2 separate regions of the Mus musculus genome follow, and region 1 is linked to region 2. A link is a contact called in public HiCAR-type data. All regions are on one chromosome and are shown on one strand. Each heading gives the region's core, a stretch centred on a gene start, on an enhancer-like site or on the middle of the called end of the contact. The rest is flanking DNA. Distances are from core to core; before and after follow the strand shown. Region 1 overlaps Cubn (cubilin (intrinsic factor-cobalamin receptor)). Region 2 holds the start of Mindy3 (MINDY lysine 48 deubiquitinase 3).

Region 1 (5,841 bases), core at 210-2,709, 980 kb before region 2:
ATCTCTTTATTCAAGAAGCTGCTCACCCTCCCCTCCAGGCTGTTCCAGCCGTTCTGGCTAGAGCTTGCTTGATGGGATGGTCATCACTGGCGACACTCAACTTACTGGATAACTAACTGGGTTCTTCTAGCCAACATGCCAAACCCTCTGTTGAAAGCTCTAAGGTTTTGTTGAGCCAAAATTTTTCTTTCACTTATTTTTGGAATATGTCTTCTTTCAAGAGAGTCAAAGACACCCTCTGTCTATTCTCTTTTCCTGTTTACCATTGCAAAATTTTCCCCCGTTTGCTGAAAATTTGCTAAGTTCAGAGCCAGAGTTATGTAACAATATTTTACTAATTAGGACAAAACTTAAAAAACAATTTTGACTCTGTACTGTCCACTGTATGTAGATGCTATTTGACAATAATCTTCTGGAAGGAGATCATGGGCAGTAAAATCAATACAAAATGAACTGCTATGGCATGTCATCATCATGCTGCATTAGTACATCTTATGTTCTATATCTGACCTATGTAACTTGGGATGACTTGAGAAGAGGAGGAGTTAACAGAGTAAACATCAGGCAGAAAGTCTTCACTGAGAATGGTACCTTGATTAGTTATTAGAGGAAAACTCAAGACTAAGCTGTCATTCTTCTGTTTATTAAAGCTATAGGTTTAATGTTTCTATACTAGATACCATGCTATGTATGACTAGGGATACTGAAATGGCTTAGTTCCCACATCCACTGCAATAAAGGGAAGGCAATCAGCATGCAAATAAATATGCACAATCAAATCTTATTAGGGACGAGGGAACACACAGAAAGAGATTGGATAAGATTGGAGCAGGCAGGGAAGTCGTCTATGAAATTGCAACCTCTGAACTAACACCTGAAAATTAAGTAAGTGCTATTTGGCCAAATAGGAGAAGAGAAAGGAAAGACCCCATGATACAAAGAATCGGGGAGCAAGAGATTCAAGACCAAAAGCTAAATTTCTAGAGGAAACTAGTAAGTCCAGCAGCAACTACCACAACTGGCTTCATGAGACACAAACTCAATTCATAGTGGTCACAGTGTCTTCCTCTCTGCAAGTCCTTTATACTTCATGCAAACAGGTCTGGGGTAGGATGCCCAAGGATGGAGAAGCACGATAAATTGTGGGTCTTAAAATACAGGATGCAATACAAAATACACACTAAACAGAGTTATGACTCACTAAACAACAGGGTCATGTTTCAAGCAATGCCTTGTTGTTAGCCCATTTCATCATTGTGAGCATAACGGAGAATTCCCACACGTACTAAGATTGCTACAAGGTCACCTGCTAATCTGTGGGGCTGCCCAGGTTTGTGGTGCCCATCCATGACTGAGCTTCATTCTGCAGCATGTGACTCTCAGTCTCCCTATGCAGAACTGATATTGAAGCCCTCTCCCCTCTGGCTCCTTTCCACATGATGCTATAAGAACTCAGCAAACGCTTGCTAGCAGAGCCTGGACTTGACAATGATGTCATATCCTGAGCACTGTGGCTCAGGAGCCCCTACACACTTCATTCATTTTGCTCAGTGATAAATAAATCCGTTTACCCAGTGTGCCTTTTTGTCAACAGCACAGATCTTCTCTTTACTTGGAGAAAATGGATCTACAAGTGAGCTTTCTCCGTGGGTCCATTTTGTAGATGCAAAATAAAGCCCACACTGCAGTGCCTTTATGCAGATCTTCAAAGAGAATCCCACCCTGGAAATAAGGAAATGGCCACAGTCGCTCTGCCCAGCTAATCAGTTCACAGGATTCAGCATTGACATGACAGTATTGTTCAGAAGCTGAATTCTATCCTGGGAGCCTTGGTCTGGGCTGCTGAAGGGTATATAGAACTTCTCATAAATTGTGTGAATAGGAGCCTCCCAGCCAGCTGCACACACCCCTCCTCCCTTTCCCTCCGGCTCCTTCCAGCCTCCTCTCACTTGGCAGTGGACTATAGCATGCAAACAAGGTCAAGGAGCTTTGTGGGCAGAGAGTGACATTTGCAAAGGCAGCGGGCACTTCAGCTAGGGACCCAGCAGGGGAAGAGCTAAATGGCATGTGATCAGGAGGTGATGTCACCATGGACTTCCACAAAGGAAAGTGTGGCCTTTTCTTTGGGGAGATAGATGACATCATCCTCCCAGATGGGGGCCACCCCATTCTCTTTTCTTTTTAGTTGTTAATGAGATTTCTGCGACTCTAGACTCTAGGGTTTTAAAAGTTTGTTTGTAAGAACATTTTAAAACATTTTTAAGACCTTCTATGAGTGACTGGGTTCAAAAGATAATGCCTTTCTAGCTAACTGGACTTTCAGCCCCCGCACCAAGGGCTTCTCAAATGTTCACTTTCGGAATGCTGGCCAGGAGCTTATACAGTGTCAAGCCTCATTCCAGATCTTGGGGGCAGTCAATAGTGTGTGGCTACTATTGGTCTTTCTGGGGAGGTTCTTCTAATTTGACACTTTTATTTGTTTTTGTGACTTTGAGTTGTAAGCTTGGGTTTCTGTAAGCACTCAAGTTTTTAATACTGTCCGTTTCTTAGGGAATTGGCAGGGTAGATGCAGAGGGACAGCTCACAGCATCTATGATCCCTGTCTTAAAAAGAAAACTTCTTATTTAAATTATATAGATAACAAGCATCGTGGCATAGTACAGGCACATGCAGTGCCCAGGAAATATCTCAGTATCAAATGCTATGAATAAAAAATTAGAAGATATCTTGAAAGGCTCTGTAGGAAGCCAGCTGATAGTAAACAAAAGGTTTAAAAACACTAAGCAAAGCATGTGATAGAAATTAAGTCACGGCTGGCTGTCCAACTGATAAAAGACAAATGCAAAAAAGGCTAATAGTTTTTCCTGTCACCAGGGAAAAACCATAGATAGATTTTTTTTCTCTGTTTCTAGGGATGGATCTCAAGGGATTTGGGTGCAGAGCAAGCCCTCCATGACTCTGCTACATTACATCCCCAGTCCCCAGAGATGGATTTTTATTTTGAGCTATAGGACTCTAGATATATAAGGTAATGCAGTGCCTTGCACAGAGGGACATTTTGTAGTAATAGCATAGGTACTGGGGCTATCTTTTACAGGCACACAGAAACAATGATCTGAAGGCACCATCGAAGAAATAGTTCAGCAATTAAGAGCACTGGCTGCTCTTGCAGAGGACCTAGGTTCAGTTCCCAGCACCCATTGGCATGGTACAACAATCTATAACTACACGTCCAGTTGATCCAGTGCTCTCTGGCCTCTGTAGGTGCCAGGCCTACACATGATACACAGACATTCCTACAGGCAAAACACATACACATAAATTTAAAAATAAAACCACACATGCATATACATACACATAGGCACGAATACACAGAAATGCACACAATGAAACAGGGACAGAGCTAGAGTGACTTGTTGGTGATACAGACAGCACTATAACAAATTCTAACACAGAAATGCTACATTTTCTTTTCCTGGTACTTTCTCCAAAGTTACAGTGTGGAAATCATATTATTTAGGTTTTCATATTTGAATATTATTTTGAGAGCTTTATAATTATTTCATGATCACTCTTTTGGGTCTGTCTCGAGCCATATTTCTTCATGGTGTTTACAACGAAAGCAATTTCATGAACTGTGGTCAGGAAAGATCCAATCAATAAAACTGGCCTATGTATCACCTGCTCCGGGAGAGCCCTACCTCTCAGATGGTGATGGACTTACTCTTAGGGTGGCACTTCCTGTTAAGCTGTGACATTGCAGAGAGGAGCGCACACAGGAGCTCCTCTGCCTCTAAAGGGCCCTCAGTCATGAACAAGGTGCAACTCGCGCATGCACCAAACCTGTAAGCAAGTCATTGGAAAAGATGAAAGAAAAGATGGAGTCCTGCCACTGTTTTATGATTATAGTATGACATAAATTCTGTTTGGTTTGGACAGAGATTTAAGGAAATTTGAAGCAGAAACCACTAGTTGTGTTCAAGCACAAAAGTAGCTGTTTAACAGCTCACTAAGTCTCCCCTCAGACTTTTGCATACTGTACACATAAATGCGTGTTTCTATTTTGCCCACTTTGATATTTTGGACTTCTGTGTTTGTGCTACTTGAAAACATTTTTAGGGATGAAGATTAGAAATGAATACTGCTTTAGTATGGAGATAAGTTCAAAGTTTTGATTATGATCCTGTAACTGACTTGATTTTTGGCAAATTCTCAGTTGTAGCTTTGTTCTGAATGAATGATGCTAATTTAAAAAAAAATCTGTTTACCCAGGCAGATAACAGTGCCTGCCTCTATTTCCAGATGTTAAGGGGGCCAAGCAAGAGACTCACTTGATCATGGGTTTGAGATTAGCCTGAGCAATATAGAGTGACCTTGTCTCAAAAACAAAGAAATCTGTTTGCCAATAATCCTGCTGTTGGAATAATTTTCTCAAAAACAGTTTTGTAGCTCATTTTGCCTCAGGCTCAAGAGTTTTCATGGCAAGTTCTGTGAGCAAATGCAACGGAGAGCATGTGCAGATCTTTCACAAGACACGGAAAAGGGAGACCTCTATTTTATTTACATTTGTTTTTTGCCTCCTTGACAACAACAGTAAATACACATACACACACACCCATAAAGTTGACCTTCACTTAGCATTGGCTCTACGTATGTGGCCAGAGCCTTTGGGACCTTATGTCCCAATTCCCACATTGCCACTGTTTGAAACCCTCTGAGGGCAATTTCAGTGCTATTTCCACTGTTGCTCTTTCAAACCGTTATAAAATGGGGCAGGGGGGGGATAACCCTCAAAGAATAATGACCTTCCAAAATCATATATTGCACAATTTAAAATAGTCCTTGATTTGGGGCCAAAGGGAGAGTTTTCTCAAATCTTCTGTTTGTGTTCTGGTTTCCTAGCAACCACTTCCCTGATAGAAATTGCACATTCTTTCCAGGAGATTCCTTGCTTTTTCACACAATGTGAAAAGGGAAGTGATCGGCTATTTCTTTCTGACAATTGTAACAAACACAAATGGCCAGACTCACACAGGACAGTCATCATGTTCAGTATGAACATTAATCTTTTCTGTCTCTTAACTCTTACCTATCTCCAGATTAGTTTTATTTGATTGCTGCTGTGAGCTCAGCAAACATGTCACCTTCCTCTCACCAAGTAGGCAGAATGATACTAATGAAGTTAGTAGAATTATATTCTGCATATATATAATGAGTGATACAAAATCATTTTATGCTTTTTCTTTTCATTATATAGACTAAACAATGTAAGTTTTTATCACCTAAGAATAATTTTAACTCTGTCTTTAGGAATTTTTTAAACATTTTATTTACTCATAGTATTCATTTATTTATATGTATAGTGTGTAGGTGTGCATACCATATATGCATGTGGAGGTCAGAGGTCAACTTGTAGCAGGCATCTCTCTGCTTCCATCTTGTTAGCTGTCAGCAAACCTTTAGCTGGTAAGTCACCTCTCTGCCAGGAAATCGGCCTCAGGTCATTAATTCTGACAAAACAAATTACATTGGCCTGTGAAAATTGAATTAAAATATGATTATGATTAATATTTAATGTACCGACCTTACTGACATTACTTATTATCACTCTTGATGTTGTTATTTAAAAAATAATAATTTCACTGTACTGGGTACTTTAAAATATTATCTCCTATGTCACTCTAATACTTCTGTGAAAGAAGCAACATTGTCTCTTTGTAGATAAAAATGGCTGAGAAGGGCACCTTCAAGACACTAAGTGACTAACTCAGACTCAGAAGTTCAGAGACCATGGGATTGGCCCAGAGGAACCTTTGGTGTCAGACCCCAAAGTCTGGGCTT
Region 2 (6,020 bases), core at 1,247-3,746:
GCCAGACCGATTCGTGAAAATTAAGTAAAACTGGCAGAAACCCAGAGTCATCGATAACAGGGTGCGAAGAAGATTCAAGGGCCAGATCCTGAGGCCCAACATTGGTCACCGGAGCAACAAGAAAACCAAGCACGTGCTGCCTAGCGGCTTCCGGAAGTTTCTGGTCCACAATGTCAAGGAGCTGGAAGTGCGGCTGTGTAACAAATCTTACTGTGCTGAGGTTGTTTGCAGCGTGTCCTCTAAGAACCGAGGAGCCATCGTAGAATGAGCAGCACAGCTGGCCATCAGAGTCACCAATCCCATCGCCAGGCTACGCAGTGGAGAAAATGAAGAGATGGCTTGTGTGCATGTTTTGGGTTAAAATAAAATCACAAAAACTGCAAAAAAAAAATTACACCTTCCGTTTGAGATATGTATGTCTTAAGAGTTGGCAAAGCTGGAATGTTGGTTTGTCACAGGAAGTAAATTTTAGTCCTAACTTTCAGTATATGTTTCACTCCTTTGATTAATACTTATTTTATTATAATATTTCATGCATCTGCATTTTAGGAAAAAAGTAAATAACTCTCTGCAATTGTAAGGATACCATGGTCATAGAGAGTTACAGATGAAGTACTGTGAAATTTCACAAGTTATTGTTGGTTTAGACTGTAATGACTGAAGAAAGCTTTATGTAAAATAACATGCATATTCTGTCTTATAAAATAGCTAAGATTCACTGTATAAAATTAGGTTAAAGAAAACTCTAGGACCAATAAAATAGCACATTAGTAGATTAACACATAAAACAGATTAATGAGTTTGATGCCTAGCCTGAAACATGCCTTCCATCCTCAGGAATGAAAGACCCCATTACCTCAGGTTTTCCTCTTATACTACATGTGTGCCATGCTATGCAAAAACCCATATGTGCAAGTGTGTTTACACACACACACACACACACACACACACACACACACACACACACACAGACACACACACACAGACACACACACAAATAAATAAATGTAATTTTTTTTTTTTTTTTTGAGACAGGGTTTCTCTGTATAGCCCTGGCTGCCCTGGAACTCACTTTGTAGACCAGGCTGGTCTTGAACTCAGAAATCCATCTGCCTCTGCCTCCTAAGTGCTGGGATTAAAGGTGTGTGCCATCATGCCTGGCATGAATGTAATTTTTTAAAAAATAATATAGAGAATACAAGAGACATTTTTAAAAACTCATGAGGAAGGCCGTGGTCACAACAGGTATTTTTAGCAATCCCCTGGTACTACAGGGAAGAATGCTTTAAAAAAACTATACATTAGGAAACCCTTGTTTTCAAACTGGGTGATTTAAAATGAGTTCATTTATCTTAACTAGTTAACGTGGAACAAGATAAGATATCTGTATTTTGAAATCAGCAAACTATGTGTCTTGAAAAATTACTATATTAAATAGCAAGGTGCCTAAAATGTGAGTCATTGGTGTTGCATCAAATTGCCACAAAATATCTTAATGAATAAAATATCCCTTGTTTTGTGAATATATTCCATATGCCAGAAAGGACCTGGATCCTTTTACACATTTTTTTTCTTTTATACCTCACAATATGTGTAATGGTGATAAGTGTATGGCAATTACTAATTTAGGGAACAACAATCAAAGGTGGAGTGAAGCTAACTTGATATTCAGCATGGAAGAGTCTGGGGTTTTCATGACTCAGAGTCCGACTTCCAAATAAGTATGAAATACTGCATTCCAGAAACAAATAAGCAAACAAACACCCCAATGTCCACAAACTTTTATAATGCACATTTGCCCTTTCCATTCCTAATTGTCAAAGCCAACCAATGAAAATTCTTTTTTAAATGCCACAAATAGTTTTCATACTAAGTATAATGGAATGTTAATCCTTGAATAAAACCTGGGTCTTTAATCCCAAGTACTGCCAACATAGGGGCCTTAAAATTTCGATATGAAATCTGTGCTATTTATCAATTGGTTGGTTTAGGTCAGCTTAGCCCCAGTTAGCTTTGTAATGTGTTATACCTGTAGAGGTATTTTAAATACACAAATGCATTTACAGGTGTAACTAGCTAATGACTTGGTTGGATTTTTTTTTTTTTAAGGTTTATCAAGAGACTGAGGAAGGCAACTTTCAACTCAAGGGTATAGCCCATCCTCTTATAATTCTAGCTTACATAATATTCTAGATTTCAAGGACCAGGTAACAGCAAAAGCCTCAAAGCCTGCTACAAAAGTAGAGCAGAAATCAATTTTTTAAAAAAGGTTAAGAAAAAAAGTAGAGCAGAGTCCAGGAGAGGAGGTCTCAGCCCCCTGGTAGGGCAGTGCAAAAGTCAATAGTCCAACTATCCCCAAACAGGACAGCTCCCAAAAAAAGCCAAAGTCTCCTAGCGTTTAGAGACTCTCTCTCCACTTCTGCTTCCGGGGAAGAGATTTTTTTTTTTTCTCCCAGCCCTCCGCGGGGGCGGGGCTAAAGGAAGCCGGAAGTCAGGCCGCTTCCGGCAGGGGAAACTCCTAGTTGCCGCTTCGCCCGGCTTGACAGGCGGTCTGTGCCGGCAGTGTGCTGCCCTCACCCATCTCGACCTCCCGTTCGCGTCCGACCGCTGCCGTCCCGCTGCCCTTTTCTCGAGCCTCCCCTTCCCTATGTTCCGGGACCGGAGTCCGAGAAGCAAAGACCCACTTCTTGTCCAGTTCCCATCATGTCCGAAGTGACCAAAGAGCTGCTGGAGCTGGTGTGGGGCACCAAGAGCAGTCCCGGACTGTCGGACACCATCTTCTGCCGCTGGACGCAAGGTACCAAGGCAGGGCTCCGTTCCAGCCGCTCAGCTTGGGCTCCGGGAGTCGGGCCAGGACGCCTCTTTCGGTCCCATTACCCCCGCTCCACCATCTCGCCCCGACCCCATCACCTCGGGTACCTGGCGCTTGGCCCCAATGCCCATTCTTCACCAGTACCCGTGCTTGGTCCCAGTAACCACGCTTTAGGCACTCGGGGCACCCGCGTTCTGTCCCAGTAGCTCCAGCCCCTCCGGTCCCCTCACTCCTTCCCTGTGCTCGCGCTTAGTATCCCGGCTTCAGTCCCTCTAGTATCCGCACTCTTTCCCCGTACCAGCCCTTGGTCCCAGTACCCCAGCTGCGGCTGCTCGGCTTCCCGCACTCGCTTTCTTTCCCTGTACCGGCGCTTGGTACTAGTACAACTCTAATCTTCCGGTACTCGCACTCTTTCCTACAGAGTTTGATCCCAGTACCCCTGCTCTGACCACTTTCGGGACTCTGCGCTCAGTTCTAGATCCCGGACTTGATTCCAATAACCCGGCTCAGACACCTCGGGTACTCTGTGTTAGGTTCTATTGCCATTGCTCTGGCCTGTTGGATACCCAGAGCTAGTACCCCTGCTCCAATTAGTGGTTCTCAGCCATCCTAATGTTGTGACCCTTTTATGCAGCTCCTCATGTTGTGGTAACCCCTAATTATAAAAGTATTTTGTATAAAAGTACTTCATAACTGTAATTTTGCTACGGTTACGTAGTAATATAAATATCTAATATGCGACTCCCAGGGGGTCGCGACCCACAGGTTGAGAACCATTGCTCTAAATGGCTTTTGATGAGGAAGAGTTTGAGTGAGAGAGTGTTTACCAAAGAACGCAAGTGCCTCTGCCACTCTGGGCTAACCTGCTGCAGGAGTGAAAGGGGAGGGGCCCTGGGACTGCAATGTGTGATACAAAGAGGGTGCCACTGTTAAGATCATTACATCTCCAGCCTTCGAGTGAGCTTTAAGTTATCGTCAGTGTTTGGAATGTTTTTTGGATGGGTGGTGGGAGGGTGGAGATCTAGGTGAGTAATACGGGAAAGCAGTTTCATGTTGTAATTAATGTGGTTAGGTGTGGTGCTCTGAATGGAAACACAGTGTTGCTTGCTGCTAGATTGTTCCCTTGTCTTCAAGTATCCCTGATTTTGTGATGGCATCTGATATTGTTGGTTACATTCTTTAAAGGAATATGGATCACAGCCCTTCCTCTGCTAGTCTAATGATGCTCAGAGCTACTCTTAGAGGGCAGTGATAAATGTTGCTGTCGATAGTCTTTTGGGATTATGGGAGTAGTCATAGGGCACGGACTTCCTGCATTAGTAAAGTGGCTTGATTTTTGTGGTCGATAACTGCATTGAATTGACAGCTGTAACCTCAGTCTTCGGAAAATAAGATGCAGGTATAAAATGGTTTGTAGAGCAAAGGTACACTCAGAGAGTTTGCATTTGTGAAGTTACATTTGTAAAGCTACTATGTTGCTTTGCTTTGCTTGTTAAAATAAGCCAACCCAATAACACATAGTTGTTAGTTTTTCATTGATGGACGGTTTCAGTTAACTCTTTGGAAATTCACTTCAGCTAAAGAAGTATGCATTTTGGGTTATTTCTGAGCAATTCTTATTTAAGTATTTGCTTTAATTTTTTACTTAAAATCATATGTATATGAATGTTTTGCTTCTTTGTATACATGTGCACCACGTGCATACCTTGTGCCTACAGAGGCCAAAAGAGGGCACTGGAGTCCCTGGAACTGAAGTTATGTATGGTTGTGAGCCTGCATATGGATGTTGGGAATAGAACCAGGGTCCAATTCACAAGCAGTCAGTGCTTTTAGCCACTGTGCCATCTCTCCAGATCTCCAATTTTGTTTAAAATCAATAATCCCTTTAATAAAAGGCTTGAATTGAAGTTATTTTTGCTTTTTAATAAGGTCTTACCATGTAGCTTTGTCTGGCCTTGAACTCACAGAGATCTACCTGCTTTGACCTCCTGGGTGCTGGGATAAAAGACAGTGCCATGTCTTGCAGCTCCAAACTGACGCTTTTTAGTTTGACAATTTGGTTTTTTGTTTCCGTTTTCCCCTGGTTTGCCTACCTTGTGAAAATGAGTTTTCACTTTTTCAGTTCATTGGCAGCACTTGCTCTTTTCCTGTAAAACACACTGGTGTCCTGAGTCCTGGCCGCCAAAGCCTGGGCTGGCAGAGCAGACGTCAAGCACCTGCAATGGTTATTAGGTGAAGGGACAGAGAGTCCTGGAAACACTTGAGTCCCTGGAGGGAGCCATGTAGGTATCTGAAGAAAGTGTTCCATACGCAGGGCCTCACCCCTGTACAAATCTTGGTGTCTAATGTTCCTTGGACTTTTGGTTCAGTGTGGCTGGGGGGAGGGGCGCAGTGGGAAGGGGGCAGGAATAAACATTCTAAAAGTAATATGGTCATTCATATAAGCCATTAAAAGGGCATTGACCCACATTCTGAATGAAATAAGAATTTCACTGAAAGGTTTGGAGCAAAAGAGACAGAGGTTCTGGATTCAGGTTGGTTTGGTTGCTGTGGTCGAGAGTTGCAGAGGTGAGATGGTAATTAATCAGATGGTCCCTGCTGTAGCCCCCGAGGGAAGGTGGAGCAGATCTGGATGTTAGCATTGGAGATAGTAGAAAGTGGTCATGTTGACCATGTCCCAGCAGAACCCAAACTGGTGTCTTCTGTCTGACAGAAGTAGTATTGCTCATACATTGGACGTACTAAGAGTTCAGTTTTCAGTGCTGACTGTGTAACTTGGTGTTCGGTAGACTCCCTGTCAGGGACTTTGCTCTTTCTAGGTTTTCCTCTGGTGACGCACAAAAGCTGCCCTGCTTCTTAACACATCGTTTAAGAAGCCTTTGAGGCCTGTGCTTTCCTGGCCTTAACTTAGCTCTTCGCAGAGCTCAGAAAGCACACTGTCCCTTCCTCCAAACTTCTTGTTTTATTGTTTCACCTGAAGCTGTGGTGGGAAAGAGGTACTGGCTATAACAGCTTAACGTGGGAATATTGGTTTGTTTTGTTTTGTTTTTTGTTTTGTGATGAGGCAGGCCATCTTGATTAAAATTAGATTGGGGGAGGGGTTCAGGAATAAGAGACAGTCTTTATTACATAATATGAAAAATAAAATTTTTATGTTAGTGAAAAGTTGAGGGATCATTAAAAAATATAAAATGGCCAGCAAGATAGG

Evidence for each region. HiCAR-type assays count read pairs that join an accessible place to other places.
Region 1: a HiCAR-type map of astrocytes shows a contact between it and region 2, with 2.6 times the contacts expected there. The contact joins the enhancer-like site here to the promoter of Mindy3 in region 2. A contact is called at or near these places in 2 of 484 Hi-C or Micro-C datasets (CD4 T cells and spermatogonial stem cells) and 2 of 115 datasets of contacts at active chromatin or transcription factors (astrocytes and pancreatic cancer cells).

The regions. Positions count from the first base shown.
Region 1 is chr2:13,395,284-13,401,124 of GRCm38.p6, reverse strand. All of the region lies in intron 28 of Cubn (cubilin (intrinsic factor-cobalamin receptor)), which reads left to right. Among named protein-coding and RNA genes, the nearest start is that of Cubn, 94 kb to the left of the region's middle. Within about 2 kb of position 1,459, at least 137 of the 459 cell types and tissues checked have an H3K27ac peak or open chromatin away from gene starts, as enhancers often do. A contact at or near this core is called in astrocytes and pancreatic cancer cells, where this site is marked.
Region 2 is chr2:12,415,936-12,421,955 of GRCm38.p6, reverse strand. Mindy3 (MINDY lysine 48 deubiquitinase 3) reads left to right here and starts at 2,496. Exons shown (of 15, transcript NM_024185.4): 1 at 2,496-2,797. The coding sequence starts at 2,704. It also overlaps the pseudogene Gm13321.